Linked DNA regions of Mus musculus: all the other regions are linked to region 3. A link is a contact called in public promoter capture Hi-C data. All regions are on one chromosome and are shown on one strand. Each heading gives the region's core, a stretch centred on a gene start, on an enhancer-like site or on the middle of the called end of the contact. The rest is flanking DNA. Distances are from core to core; before and after follow the strand shown. Region 1 holds the start of Tceal8 (transcription elongation factor A (SII)-like 8). Region 2 holds the start of BC065397 (cDNA sequence BC065397). Region 3 holds the start of Zmat1 (zinc finger, matrin type 1). Region 4 holds the start of Tspan6 (tetraspanin 6).

What was found. Promoter capture Hi-C pulls out the DNA fragments that hold promoters and counts their contacts.
Region 1: a promoter capture Hi-C map of erythroid cells shows a contact between it and region 3, with 35 times the contacts expected there. The contact joins the promoter of Tceal8 here to the promoter of Zmat1 in region 3. A contact is called at or near these places in 4 of 39 promoter capture datasets (erythroid cells, hippocampal neurons, liver and 1 more) and 1 of 9 other capture datasets (adipose tissue).
Region 2: a contact with region 3 is called in a promoter capture Hi-C map of erythroid cells, with 55 times the contacts expected there. The contact joins the promoter of BC065397 here to the promoter of Zmat1 in region 3. A contact is called at or near these places in 3 of 39 promoter capture datasets (erythroid cells, liver and pre-B cells).
Region 4: a contact with region 3 is called in a promoter capture Hi-C map of cranial neural crest, with 4 times the contacts expected there. The contact joins the promoter of Tspan6 here to the promoter of Zmat1 in region 3. A contact is called at or near these places in 3 of 39 promoter capture datasets (the HPC-7 cell line, cranial neural crest and pre-B cells).

What each region holds. Positions count from the first base shown.
Region 1 is chrX:136,170,954-136,174,271 of GRCm38.p6, reverse strand. Tceal8 (transcription elongation factor A (SII)-like 8) reads left to right here and starts at 2,021. Exons shown (of 3, transcript NM_025703.3): 1 at 2,021-2,140; 2 at 2,567-2,636; 3 at 3,223-3,318. The coding sequence starts at 3,250.
Region 2 is chrX:136,741,514-136,744,743 of GRCm38.p6, reverse strand. It overlaps BC065397 (cDNA sequence BC065397), which reads right to left and starts at 1,787. Exons shown (of 10, transcript NR_033324.1): 1 at 36-1,787. It also overlaps a transcript of Morf4l2 not described here.
Region 3 is chrX:135,007,323-135,010,517 of GRCm38.p6, reverse strand. Zmat1 (zinc finger, matrin type 1) reads left to right here and starts at 1,309. Exons shown (of 7, transcript NM_175446.3): 1 at 1,309-1,607. The coding sequence starts at 1,544.
Region 4 is chrX:133,896,918-133,899,844 of GRCm38.p6, reverse strand. It overlaps Tspan6 (tetraspanin 6), which reads left to right and starts at 1,416. Exons shown (of 8, transcript NM_019656.3): 1 at 1,416-1,637; 2 at 2,533-2,721. The coding sequence starts at 1,551.

The DNA.
Region 1 (3,318 bases), core at 772-3,271, 1.2 Mb before region 3:
TCCTGCAGATACTAGTGAACTGTGGCTTTCAGAAGCTCTGTTTCTTCTTTAAAATAGTGCTGTTCTTTTTTTTTTAAACACCCTAGTAATATCCTCTCTGCTTTTTTGATAACAACAATTATGCATGTTGATAGTTTATTTTTATAAACTTTATTGTAAAAAAAAAAACTTGAAAATTAAAAAAAAAAATGCCAGGCAATGAAATTACGGAGAACTGAAGTCTATGCCTCTCAATGGACTTCTGTGCAGTTAAAATACCTGTTCTGAAGCTGTGGCACTTCCCATTGGAGTTTATGCTGTCTCTAGTGAATATACACCTATCACCAAAAAGAAAAAGAGAAAAGAAAAAGAAAAGAAAGAAAGAAAGAAAGAAAGAAAGAAAAGAAAAGAAAGAAAAGAGAAAAAATCCAGGACAAAGTTAGAACTAGGAGTACAGTTCAAATATCTGTTCTGAAGCTGTGAGGCTGCGCGTTTGAGCTTACACCTACACTACTGAATGTATTGTAAGCACTTATCTATCAGCAACAAGGAAAAGAAAAGAAGAAATCCACAGCAAAGTTAGAACTAGGCAAATGATTAGATTTCTGTCCTCTTCCTATCTCATGTCCATTCTTTGCATTCAATCCTTCCTCACCTCCAAATATTAGACTTTCTTGTTTTCATTTCTGAATGTTATACTGTGCCTACATGTAAATTCGTTTATATACATATATATTATCGACTAGGTTTTGCTTATGGGGAAGACTATGTGATTTATTTTCCTTCTGATACTGTGTGATCTCAGTGAATATTAAACATTCTAAGTGCGTTTATTTTCCTGAAAATTTTGTAACAACATTTTTTCATTCTTTTTTTTTTTTAAGCTGAACATTATTCCTTGCTATGGTGAAGAAAGCAGCAGTGAACATGTGGTGTACATAGCTCTATGGTAGGGTATGGAGTTCTCTGAGATGGCTCTTGTTTTAATGGAGCACTTTGAATCCTACCAGGGTATCTAGAGTTCCACGAATGAATGAATGAATGAATGAATGGAAAACCCTACATGCTTAATAAGCCCCACAGTCAATAGTGACATACAAAGAGTTACCTCCTTTCTGCTTCATTGTGAGCGCTCTTTCCTTACAAACATTCTGTTCTTAATAACAAAAGTTTACCAACAAACATATTTCGTTGAGTCCCACGAAAGTTCACTGAGTGAAAAGCAGGCTTTTCTGTTTAACAAAGACACTGGCTCCCACAAAGGACAAGGAAAAGAAGTCTGTCTGAAGCCTTTATTTGCAAGTGGGAGCTGCCAGCAGTCATCAATTAAAAGTTCAGACGTCTAATAATAGCCTAAGCTCAGGCAAAGAGAGTCGTGGATTGCGGAGACAAAACTAACGAAACAAATCGGCTGTTTTCAGAGTCGGTTTGCAAACGATGCCATTTTAGTAAGATTTTTAAAAAACCCCAACACATCAATATGTTGTAAATACTGTGCTTTCACTTGCAGTCATTAGAATACTTTTTGAAACCTTAAAATTGATTTAATGAAGTTATTTTCTCCTCATCTAGTGTGAAATAGTGAATATGAAGTATCTCTTTTTAAATATCATTTTAAACCCTGATTCTTACAACAGAACACCACAGAAAACGACTCAAGAAGCTAAACATCCCTTCCTTAGGCTTTTATTCTTCCGCTACCCCCACAAGCGCACATCTACAACCTTCCCCCATTTTAAAGACAGAGAAGCTTCCCAGAGAAATGGTGGACTGTAGGATTTGGTGGGGGGAGGGGAAGGGAAGTATAGGGAGCAAGGGAGAGAAAGAGCTGACTTCCCAAATTAGGAGAATTGGTCGACGTACCCTAAAAGACTGCTCTTTTCCTGGTAATCTGAGTAAGGTGAATAGATACTACTTGGTGACGAGACGAGTTTTATTGTCTCCTATTGGCAAATAGGAAAAAAGATTGACAGTATCTAGTGAAGGGAATGTAGGGGGCGGGCTGCATGTTAATGGGAGGGGTAACCAAAGGCTGGAGCTCATTGATGACGCGATCCTCACGTGACCAGCAGTCGACGTGTGCAGAAGTCCTTATAGTCTAGGCCCAGTTCCCCAGTAGCAGCTCTGTCCTGCTAGAGAAGAGTGGCCCAGCTACTTCCAGGTACTTTAATAGTGGGCGCTGGCTTAAGAGATCATAGGGTGGAGGGAGCAGAGAACAGAAAGCACGCTCATCCCGCACTCTTTCTCTTATCCTAGGGTTCTGCTAAACTATTTTGTGCGAGAGGTTTGGGGCTGCTTGATGAGGGATGGGGCAGATTGGGAGGGAGGTAGCTAACCGAGTCCGGCAGAGAAAGAAAAGAGACGGGGAAAGGAGAACTGCGAGAGACGGAGAGAAGAAACAATAACACTGTGGGGAAAACTTGTCTGATTCTTTGCCCTCTTGCTGGGAAACAGGGTACAGATGAAGGCGGGGTTGCCACAAAGGGAGGGAGAAGAGGGGGATGTGGAAAAACTTTGTGCTATCCGTTAGCAAGACCTTTTGATTTAGGCACTAGTGTGCTCACCAAGAACTCCTGTCTTTCTTCAGCACTCTTGATCTTTTGAGCGCGACATAAATCGAGGTGCAAGAAGAGAGGAAAATCTCCAGGTACCTACAGGTCAGTGCAAGGGTGCAATTGCTTCAGGTCCCTTTGGGTGGGGGTAGGAGTGTGGAAGACACCAAAGCACATCCCAGGGGCGTCACGGCTGCCTCCCATCCGGATTAAGCACAGAAGGCCCCTGCAAATCCTGCTGCGGAAATGGGGTGAAGGAAGGAAAGGGAGAGGCTAAAGACATTTAAAAGAGAGAGGAGACCGCTGACCTGACTGTTGCTGGTGAGAAGCTGAGGATGGGATGACTTGGAAAAGCCCGAAAGGGCGGGAGTGTTAGAGCCATGTGGTGAGGGAAGGGTTAATTGCTTCCACGCCGCTCCCATTTCAGTGCTAGGAGAGGTTTGTTGCAGGGCCTGCTGGGAAAATGGTGGGCTGGAGCCGGGACAGGAGAAGATGGAGTTGGAGAGCAAGGGGGGGGTGGGGGGGGTGGAGGAAGGGGTGGAGTCAGGAGCTCAGAACCTGACTTGTCTAGTTAGAAAACTTTTTGGCAATTAAGTGACCTGAAACAAAAGTCAGTCGCTATGGGAACACAAAAGCTTGTCCATCTGCCTGACACCTAGTCGGTTTTGTTTCCTTGTTTTTATCCCCCTAGGATTAATTCATTAAGAAAATAATCAACATGCAAAAGTCTTGTGACGAGAACGAAGGAACACCCCAGAACACACCAAAAGCAGACGAAGGCCATCCT
Region 2 (3,230 bases), core at 538-3,037, 1.7 Mb before region 3:
GTAGAGCCTACGAATCTCATATTCTGATAACTTACTGGGTTTTACTGATGCTTCTGATTTGTCTGAGTTGGAGAACTGCTTTAAGACAACCTTTCACTGTTGTGGCTGGAGAGACGGCTCTACCAGAGGACCCAAGTTAGGTTCCCAGCATCCATGTCAGGTGTCTCAGAACAGCCAGGAATTCCAGCTCCGGAGGACCCAGTGCCTCTGACTTCTGAACACATGTCACATACACACATGTAGATGTATGCCTAATTAAAAACAGTAAAATTTAAAAAAATTAAAAATCCTTCACCCGTGTGTACAAATACATATAATTAGTAACTAAAACCTATTTTTTTTTGGCTGATTATAGTGTAGTAGAATTTTGTTAAGAAAAAAGAAATACCTATGGGAAGGATTTAAAACAACATCTGAAATAGAGAAAATATTAAAAATTGATGGTCTGACTCGGGAGATGTAGGGGGTCTGCTGCTCAAGCATGAGGGCCTAAGTTCAGTTCCCCAGCACGTATATAAAAGCCGAACATGGGGCACCTATCTATAACCCCCGTATTTTAAGGGGGACTGTTGGTAGAAATGGGCAGATCCTGGGAGCTCACTGACAAGCCAGTATAGCCCATGTAGTAAACTCTGAGTTCAGTGAGATCCTTCCATAGAAAATAGGGTGAACCGCAACAGAGGGAAAAGACCTAAATGAAGGTGAACTTTAGCCGCGAAATGCACAGGTCACACAGGTACATCGAGAAAAAAAAAAACCCTCAAGGCGACATCATTATGCGCTGTGAAACCTAAGTGAAATGCTTTCCTACTTACTATCGACTTTAAAAGACACAACCACGTTTTTTTTTTTTTCGGAATTGTAACGAGAATAGTAGGGGAGAAAATGCCCTTTGTCTTCGAAAAACAGCTTAGTCAGGAACTCCACTACCCCCAAGGCTGTACCTGATAACCAGCCCCCAATGACATCAGTCGCTAAGATAACCAGACACGGGACAAGAATCCCATGACGCCCGCTGGACTGTGAGTATATAAGGAGGGAGATAGAAAGCATCGGTCTTTCGCTGCACACCTGGAGAGACACCTTGAGCCGCCCTTGTGGCTGGAGAGTCTCCCTAGGCGCCTGCATCGGAGACTAGGCCTGATCTTCAGGTAAGGTCCGTCACACAGGTGAGCTCCCTCAGGGGGGAACAGGCTTAAAACTGTAGTTAGGAACTAAGAGTTTTAACTGTGTGATGACTCTCACCGTGATAAAATATAACTTTTGGTATATTAAGTACCTACCTTCTCACTCCGGACAGCACAGAACCACTACATAAACCTGAGGGGCCAACACACGTACCTGATAAAAATTTCAAGAGGGGAAAAAAGTGAGCAAAAAGAATATTCTTTCATTGGTTTATTTATGTAGTGACGGGGCCTCAATATGTAATCTAAGCTGGCCTTTAATTTGCGGCCCTTCTTCCTCCCAAGCGCTGATACTGCGGCTGCGCCACAGCTCACGAAGGGTTTTAGCATCAGAATTTAGGCCCATTTATCAATCCTGAGAAAAAACAAAAGATGTGCCAGAACAGGTGACTTTTTTTTTTTTTTTTTTTTTTGCTTAAGGAAATTAACCAGAATTTTCGGATATATAATTCCTTGCCTAGTACTGTTACTTCACAGAACTTGATCTTATTCATCTTTAGGAATTTAAGATATATATATGAGTCAGCCAGAGATTAGGGAGCCCATAAAATAAGAAGTGGGTGGAGCAAAAAAATCAATCTCACAATCCCTGGGAACCAAGCAGTAACTCCTTTGGCTGGGATTTGGTGACATCTAGCGGCAGATTCAAGAGGTTTACTGCTCAGCCAGTGAACTTTCTGGAAAATTGGCCGAATGTGTATTTGATCACTCCGCTTGGAGATTAGGAAAAAAGGTAGGTGAGGCTCACCACCCACAGGAAACTGGAGTTGTCTCTATCACTGGGGAATTTAGTTGCCTATGTTTTCATTAAAATTTTGTGTGCCAATTTAGCGATAAACCTGGTGAGGGGGCATAAGGGAGATTCGCAGTAAATTTGGTGAAGGGCAAAGGGGAGGCCTTGGGGACAGAGAGGAGGGGGTGTACAACTGGAAACTTGAAAGAAACGCCCTTTTACGTTACTAATATAGTTCTGAATCTTAACCATGGAAGAAGTTTATTTTGGTGGACTATAATGTGGGAATAATGATCATCTCTAGGGTCTAAAATTAAATCGGACTGGGTGGAGTGGCGCATGCTTTTAATCCCAGCGCTCGAAGGCCGTGAAGGGACAGGTGGATCTCCGAGTTCCAGGCCAGCCAGGGCTACCTAGTTACAACAGGCCTCAAAAACAAACAAAAAAACGAAAAAAGGCAAAGAAAAGAAAGGAATTTGATTAAATCGGCAGGCCTTTTCTTACAGAAGCCCTTTCCTTTAGATACTAGCACTGTCCTAGTTATTCTCAGTTTTATTAATGCAGTTTGCAAACATAAAAAAGGCAGAAAAATCCACCAAAATGAGGGACCTCGCCTACGCTCACGCGCGCGCGCGCACACACACACACACACACACACACACACACACTCACACACGGCCCCTCCCGTCCCCACCAGGGCAGCACGCCTGCGCACACCCATCATCGCCAGCGCCACGAGGGCGGCTGTGCGCCCACACCCACACTCCACAGCCACGCGAGCCTGCCTGCGCCCGCGTGCGCGCAGACACCCCGTTTCTCCAAAGCATCCAGGCATCCGCCCAGTGGCACTCACCACCCTCACACGCCTCACACCTCAAAACCTTCACCATTCCTTTGCCTTTGGTTTTTTTGGGGGGGCGTTGGTGTTTTTTTTTCCTCTCTCCCCAGGTCCGCGAGTTGCGCAACAGGCTCGGGGGCGTGGCCCCGGGTCTGCCCTCGCTCTTCCCACTCGCGGGAACCTTAGCTCATTTCCGCCTAGCCTGTTTCCGCCAGCCACGTCGGCACTTCCTTTCCCAGCGGGGCGGGGGCGGGGGAGGGGAGCGGACCCACAAACCCATAATGCCTCCCTGCAGGAGAGAAGGCGAGCGCGAGGGGGGGAAAAAAAAAACCCACGGTCAGGGGAACTCTGGGTCGTGAAGACGGGCCACGTGAACGCGCTGCCCTATAGACTTCTGACCCAACGGCTGGAGCGCACTTGGAGGGCGGGCTAAGATCCTAAAAGAACCATCGCCATTGGCGGGAGCCCTCAC
Region 3 (3,195 bases), core at 60-2,559:
AGTATACAAAAACCTTATACCTACAGAAAGAGTCTGATTACCAAGGATCAAATTGTTTCCTTTAAATTTCATTTTTGGGGTCTGGAGAGATGATTAAGCGGTTAAGAATACTTAAGTGCTCTTGCAAAGAACTTGGGTTTAGCACCCATATGGCAGGCAGTTCATAACAGTCTGCTTCAGTCCCAGGTATTCTGACACCTCTTCTGATCTTGATCTCCTGCATGAACTACAGTGTAATTACTTACACTAAAGCACACGCGTGCACGCACGTGCACACACACACACAACTAAATACTTTTTAAATTAAAAATAAATGCCATTGCTGGATAACAGCTTGACCTCTTTCAAATTTAATTTAGGTATAATAATAACCATTATTTGAAGTCCAAAACAAATTTTGTGTTATTTTTTTTAAAAATTATGTTTAATTACTTGGTCTATATTTAAAACAATTTCTTTAGAAAATAACTATAATTGCATTTACTTTTAAATAATGTGTTTTGGCATAGGCAATCATTTTGCAAAATCTTTAAAATTTAATGCTTGAGATCAATAAACTGAAATATTGGGCAATTCGAAAATATAAATAATGCTTCACGACAAGCCGGCCAATTAGATTATTTCCATTAACTACACAATTATATGAAAATTTCAAAACAAAAAATAGTTTTGCAATAGCTGGTTTTAAGTGTGTATTTTTTATTATAACAAAAATAACAGTATTTAAGCATACATCTACGTGACAATTTGTATGTTTTAAAGGCAGGGAAATGAACATAAAATATTGGAGTTCTAAGGGGTTTGGGGGAAAGTGATGAGAATTAAACGCTGAGTAATAGTTCCGTTCTTCCACTGTGCACCAGATTTACGGTAATTTTGATGGCCAAGCTGTTGTTTAAGGGGCCATTTAGACTGAAGGACCAGATCCTGCTTATTTCAAAAGAGGGGAAAATGTCTTTTAGAGAGATTTTGGAGGTGGGATCAAGAGAGAGCCTGACATTTAAAAAAAAAATGCTGTTAGATTAGTGCGTCAGTCCCCACCGTATAAGGACATTTGTTTTTACATCCCGCGCTTTTTGCCCTTCGCCCTTGGCCATCTTTTTTCTTCCTCTCCGGAGGGAGGTCCGTACTGCAGAGCCACGGGGGAAGGGGGAGGCATCCTGCGGGTGCATGGCTCTCCTATTGGAGGATGAGGGGAGCCAGAGCGAGGCTGGGGTTGCCAAAGAGGAAGCAAAGGATGGGAGGTGGAGCTTGGGCGAAGGCGGGGCTAAAAAAAAAAAAGCCTAACGGAATCCGGACTCCAGTGCAATTGTGCGCGCCAGGCTGCGACGGCGGCGGCGGCGGTGGCGTCGCCGAAAGCTGTAGCTCAGCTGGCGAGGTCTTCCCACCCTCGGGAAGTTCCCTAAGCTGTCGCCTCCGCCGCCGCCTACGCGGCGGCAGCGGCGGCGGCCTTGCTGGTGCCTCCCTCCTCTGCCACCTCCACCCCTGCCTGCTCACTTGCCGGTGCTGTGGAGAAGGCGGCGGCGGCTTTGGCGGCTCCACTATGGCGGCGGCGGGGAGGGGGGACAGTAGTTTTAAAGTAGACACCTGCCCTTGCCTCAGAGAAGGTGAGTTCCCGTCCCGGGACGCGAAGGCGGCCTGTTCGCCTTCGCCGCCAGTCAGCAGCTGGCCCGGAACCCGGACTGGGCGCGGTTCGACACCGCCCCACCCCCCACCTGCTGTGGCGCAGTAAAGGCCAAGCTCGCCCCGCCCCGCCCCGTCCCGCCCCGCTCCGCTGAGCTTGGACCTGTCCCACCCCACCCCCACCCCATCCCACCCCCCTCCCTAATTAGGCCCTAGGGTCTCAGAAGGACTGAAGCTGTGAAGGGCATCCCTAACCTCCCCTTCCCCAAAGCCCACCCCCCCCCCAGCAAAGGAATGGCAGATACTCTTAAGACAGGAGTTTGAAGGGGAAAAATAATAATAAACATAATTTTTGTCTTAGCTAGCCGCTTTAGGGGGAAGTAGGATGCTGATGTGCAATTTGGGAAGAGGAGGCAGAGCAGAAGTGCTGTGGAGCCAGGGAAAGGAAAGGGAGAGCAAAGAGGGACTATCAGAAATTTAACAGGAACCCCCCCCCCCTCCCTGGTGCGATTCAACGTCTTGCAGTGTAGAAACTCAGGAAATAAACTCGGCAGTGTGATATTTACAGAGAGACGACAGAGTTAGCAATTTGGACAGTTTAGCATGTGTACTTGAGCTTTCAAGTAGAATTTGTTGGACGTGAGGTCATAGGTTCCTCTCTGGCAATGAGGCCTGTACTGAAGAGAAAGTGTTTGGCAGAAGCACAAATTTCAGAAATCATTTGGAGAATTTTCTTTGGTATTTGAGGTTAAGGCCTAGTGAAACAGGGTTAAGGGCCCATCTTTAACATTTCTTTGGGTTCAAGTAAGTGCTGTTGTACCTGCCACCACTTACTATGCCAAACATGGAGAGCTATCTCTTGACTGTTTGAATATAAGCGACCTTTCACACAGGCTATTATGTATCTGTAAGCAGCCTACTATTAGACTGTGAAATCTGCCATTGCAATGTGGTTGAAAGCAGTTTGGGCGATGTTCTTAAATGGTTAAGACGGATTCTGCTACAGAAGTGCTCAGATCTAATAATTACTGTAAAAATATTTTCTGGATTACCTTATCTTGTTCATGGACATCCAAAGTGAAAGATTGTGAATGTAAAAATAGAGGAAACAGGTTAGATTCCCTTTTTCTTGGGTAAAGACACTCATTAAAATTAACCTCATAAAATAATTTCTTCTGATGTATAAATGATATGCCCTTGAGGGCCATTCCACAATATTTCACATCTTTCACTTTGGTGGAATGACAAAACAAATTTTTTTAAATCCCCTATAATATTTGCAATGGGCATATTATATTAATGCCATCTACTAAATACGGAAATTGGGACTCCACTGGGATATGATCATGATTTAGTAACAGGCTAAGTGAAGACAATTTTTGAAAGAGTAATGTCTTCAATCAGCCATGAATTATAGCATTGTTTGGAAACTCCTGGGCTTTTACATTTTCAAGGGGACTTTGTGGTTGTTTTTTTCCTTTTTTTTTTTTTGGTTCATTTTGAAACATGGTCCCATGTACTTTACACTTGCCTCAAATTCACTGTGAACTGGTCCTCCAGTCTCCACTTTCT
Region 4 (2,927 bases), core at 167-2,666, 1.1 Mb after region 3:
AAGATGTGCCTTTTAGTTTTAGCTGTTCTTTCTTTCTTTCTTTCTTTCTTTCTTTCTTTCTTTCTTTCTTTCTTTCTTTCTTCAGCCACACAAAAATTACTTTCCTCTTAGGCTTACAATGAAAATGATTTCAAAGTCATGGAACAAATCTAAACTTCAGAAGAAAACTTTCTATTTAGGATGACAAGGAGTTAGCAAGACTTCCCTTGCTCGTTGTTGTTTTTAATACAGGAATCCTCAGATAGGGTCAGTTAGCTTCAGAAGGAAGCTTTGCATATTTTTAAAGCTTCCTTCCTCCAGCTGCCTGACTGCAGCTATGGTAAATGTATTCTAAAAGCTGAATGTCTGTTTCCTGATGACTTTACCTCAAAGTATTTACGGGAGTATGTTGTCCCCAGAGCAAAAATATGCACACACACAGAGAGATGAGAGAGAGGGAAAGAGAGACCCTCCAGTTTCCGAAAAGCTTTGTATTGTACCTTTGTACTTTTGGGATAAAATTTAGTATAAAGCCTGGGAATGAAATAACTCATTTTCCAAATGTTATTTTCTTGGACTGCAGATGTGTGGTTGGATGTTATAGGAACTGGTCCTAGGTCAATATTTAAACCACAGGAAAGCTCTGCATGATCAAGTCAATGGAACTTTCTTGTCCTCTGCTTCTGTAGTAGCATATTTTTCGAGCAAACTTTCAAGTAGAAAAAAAATGGGGAATCTCCTTATCTTTCATGAATACATAACCTGGCTGTAAAGTCTGTATTGAATACGAGGTAGATATTGCCTTCCAACCTTGTAGCAATACCACACACTTAACCATCTCTGCTTCACTTCATTAATTCATTTGTATTTATGTACATTTTACATACTTATTGTGAATCTGATTAGAAGAAGAAAATATCCTTATGCTGTTCTCATGAGAAGTAAAGATCGTATTCAAGTGGAGGGCAATCTGATTTTTGCTTTTATTCTTTTCTTTTAGGGCACTAGGGACCTGGGAGGCTGGACCTTCCAACATTGCGGGCAGTGATAGACAACTTACGATGAAGTAAAAAAGACTCGGGGGAGAAGGTTAGGTGGGAAACAGGAAAGATTCCATAGAGAAGCAACAACAATACCAAAAAGCCACCACCAACAAAAAGAAAAGAAGAAGAAGAAGAAGAAGAAGAAGAAGAAGAAGAAGAACAAGAACAAGAACAAGAACAAGAACAAGAACAAGAGGAAGAAGAAAAGAAGAAAAAGAAGAAAAGAAGAAGAAGAAGAAGAAGAAGAAGAAGAAGAAGAAGAAAAGAAGAAGAAGAAAAAAAACATACCGAAGCAAGTATTATTAACATTTAGTTTTCAGTAACGATCAGTAGGGGGCGTCCGATTGTTGCAACTTTCCGGGCAGCCTCCTAAGAATGACCCTCTAGAAAATCGTCTCCTGTTTCCGGTTCTTCTCAGTTGCAGATACTCGTGAGTTTTCGGCAGTTTCCGTGGAAACTCGGAAACTCTCGCGCCTGGCAAGCTCGAGCCGATCGCCCGGTGCATAGGCGCAGGGTCTCCGGGTAGTCATGGCGTCCCCATCTCGGAGGCTGCAGACTAAGCCGGTCATTACTTGTTTGAAAAGCGTTCTCTTGATCTACACTTTCATCTTTTGGGTGAGACACGGGAACGGCTGGGGAACTCTCGCTTAGGTGGTGGGTGTGACTGGGAGCAGAGAACCTCGGGTCTGGAGTGGGATGAGCTTTGGGCGGCAGTGGTTCCAGAGACCCCAGCCTTGGCCACGAGTTGGCCTAGGCCACAGTGGCGGGGTCCCCGAGATGGGAGCTGGGGTGGGCGGCACTGCGTTGGCGTTGGGGTCTTGATGTGAGATGACTGGTTGAAGTAGGACCCAGATGTCTCAGGAGATCGAGGTCGGAGCGGGAGATGAAGAAAGGGGTTAAGGCCCCTAGAGCACACGAGGTGTCCCTGAACCTTTCCTTTGAGGGGTCTTTTGCATAATAATATCTCTCTTTTCACTGCTTCATAAGAGGGGAGTTTTTCACAGGTAAGTATGGTGTGAATCTATTCCTGCCAGCCTCTCTCCTTGGGTTTTCTTTTGTGTACCATCCCTTTGTATCCTATGTCCATCCCAAAATTGGGGATGGGGGATTCGAGAAGTTTCTGGAATTCAGAAACGCCTTTAACCCTTCCCTCTCTACAAGATGGTTTTCTTTCTCGGACTGGATTAAATTGCTTGAGGAAATTTTCATTTCTAGACATGTATGCCGCAGGGAATGTATTTTACACAACGAAACAGATGGATTCATGCAGTTTTGAGATGATACCTAGTACACAACCCGCCTTTTTTTTTTCTTTTTTGCAGAACCCTTTTCTCCTACCTCTTCCATATTTACCCCATCCCATCCCCCCATATCCTAGCCACTGTGCTGTGGCAACTGGGCTGTTAATCAATTCTCACAAGCATTGTGTCTTAGATGCCTCCTGAGTTTGTGATCAAGGACTCAAGCTTGTACGGTGCCTGATTGTTTCTTTCTCTGGTTTCTCACATAGATCACTGGTGTTATCCTTCTTGCCGTTGGCATTTGGGGCAAGGTGAGCCTGGAAAATTATTTTTCCCTCTTAAATGAGAAGGCCACCAATGTGCCTTTTGTGCTCATTGGCACAGGCACTGTCATTATTCTCTTGGGCACCTTTGGTTGTTTCGCTACCTGTCGAGCCTCCGCCTGGATGCTGAAACTGGTGAGTAAGTCCTTGATTTCTTTAGAATGCTCTTGGTTTTCCTGGAAGATTCTTATATGTTCTATAATGTCTTTGTTTCTTGGAATTGGCCGTAGCTGTTTTTTCCATTCCTTATGGAAAAAAAAATACCCAAAAAAAAAAAAAAAAAAAAAAAACAAAAAAAACCAAACTACCAGTCCCTCTGCTAGCTTCCATATTTAATTAGA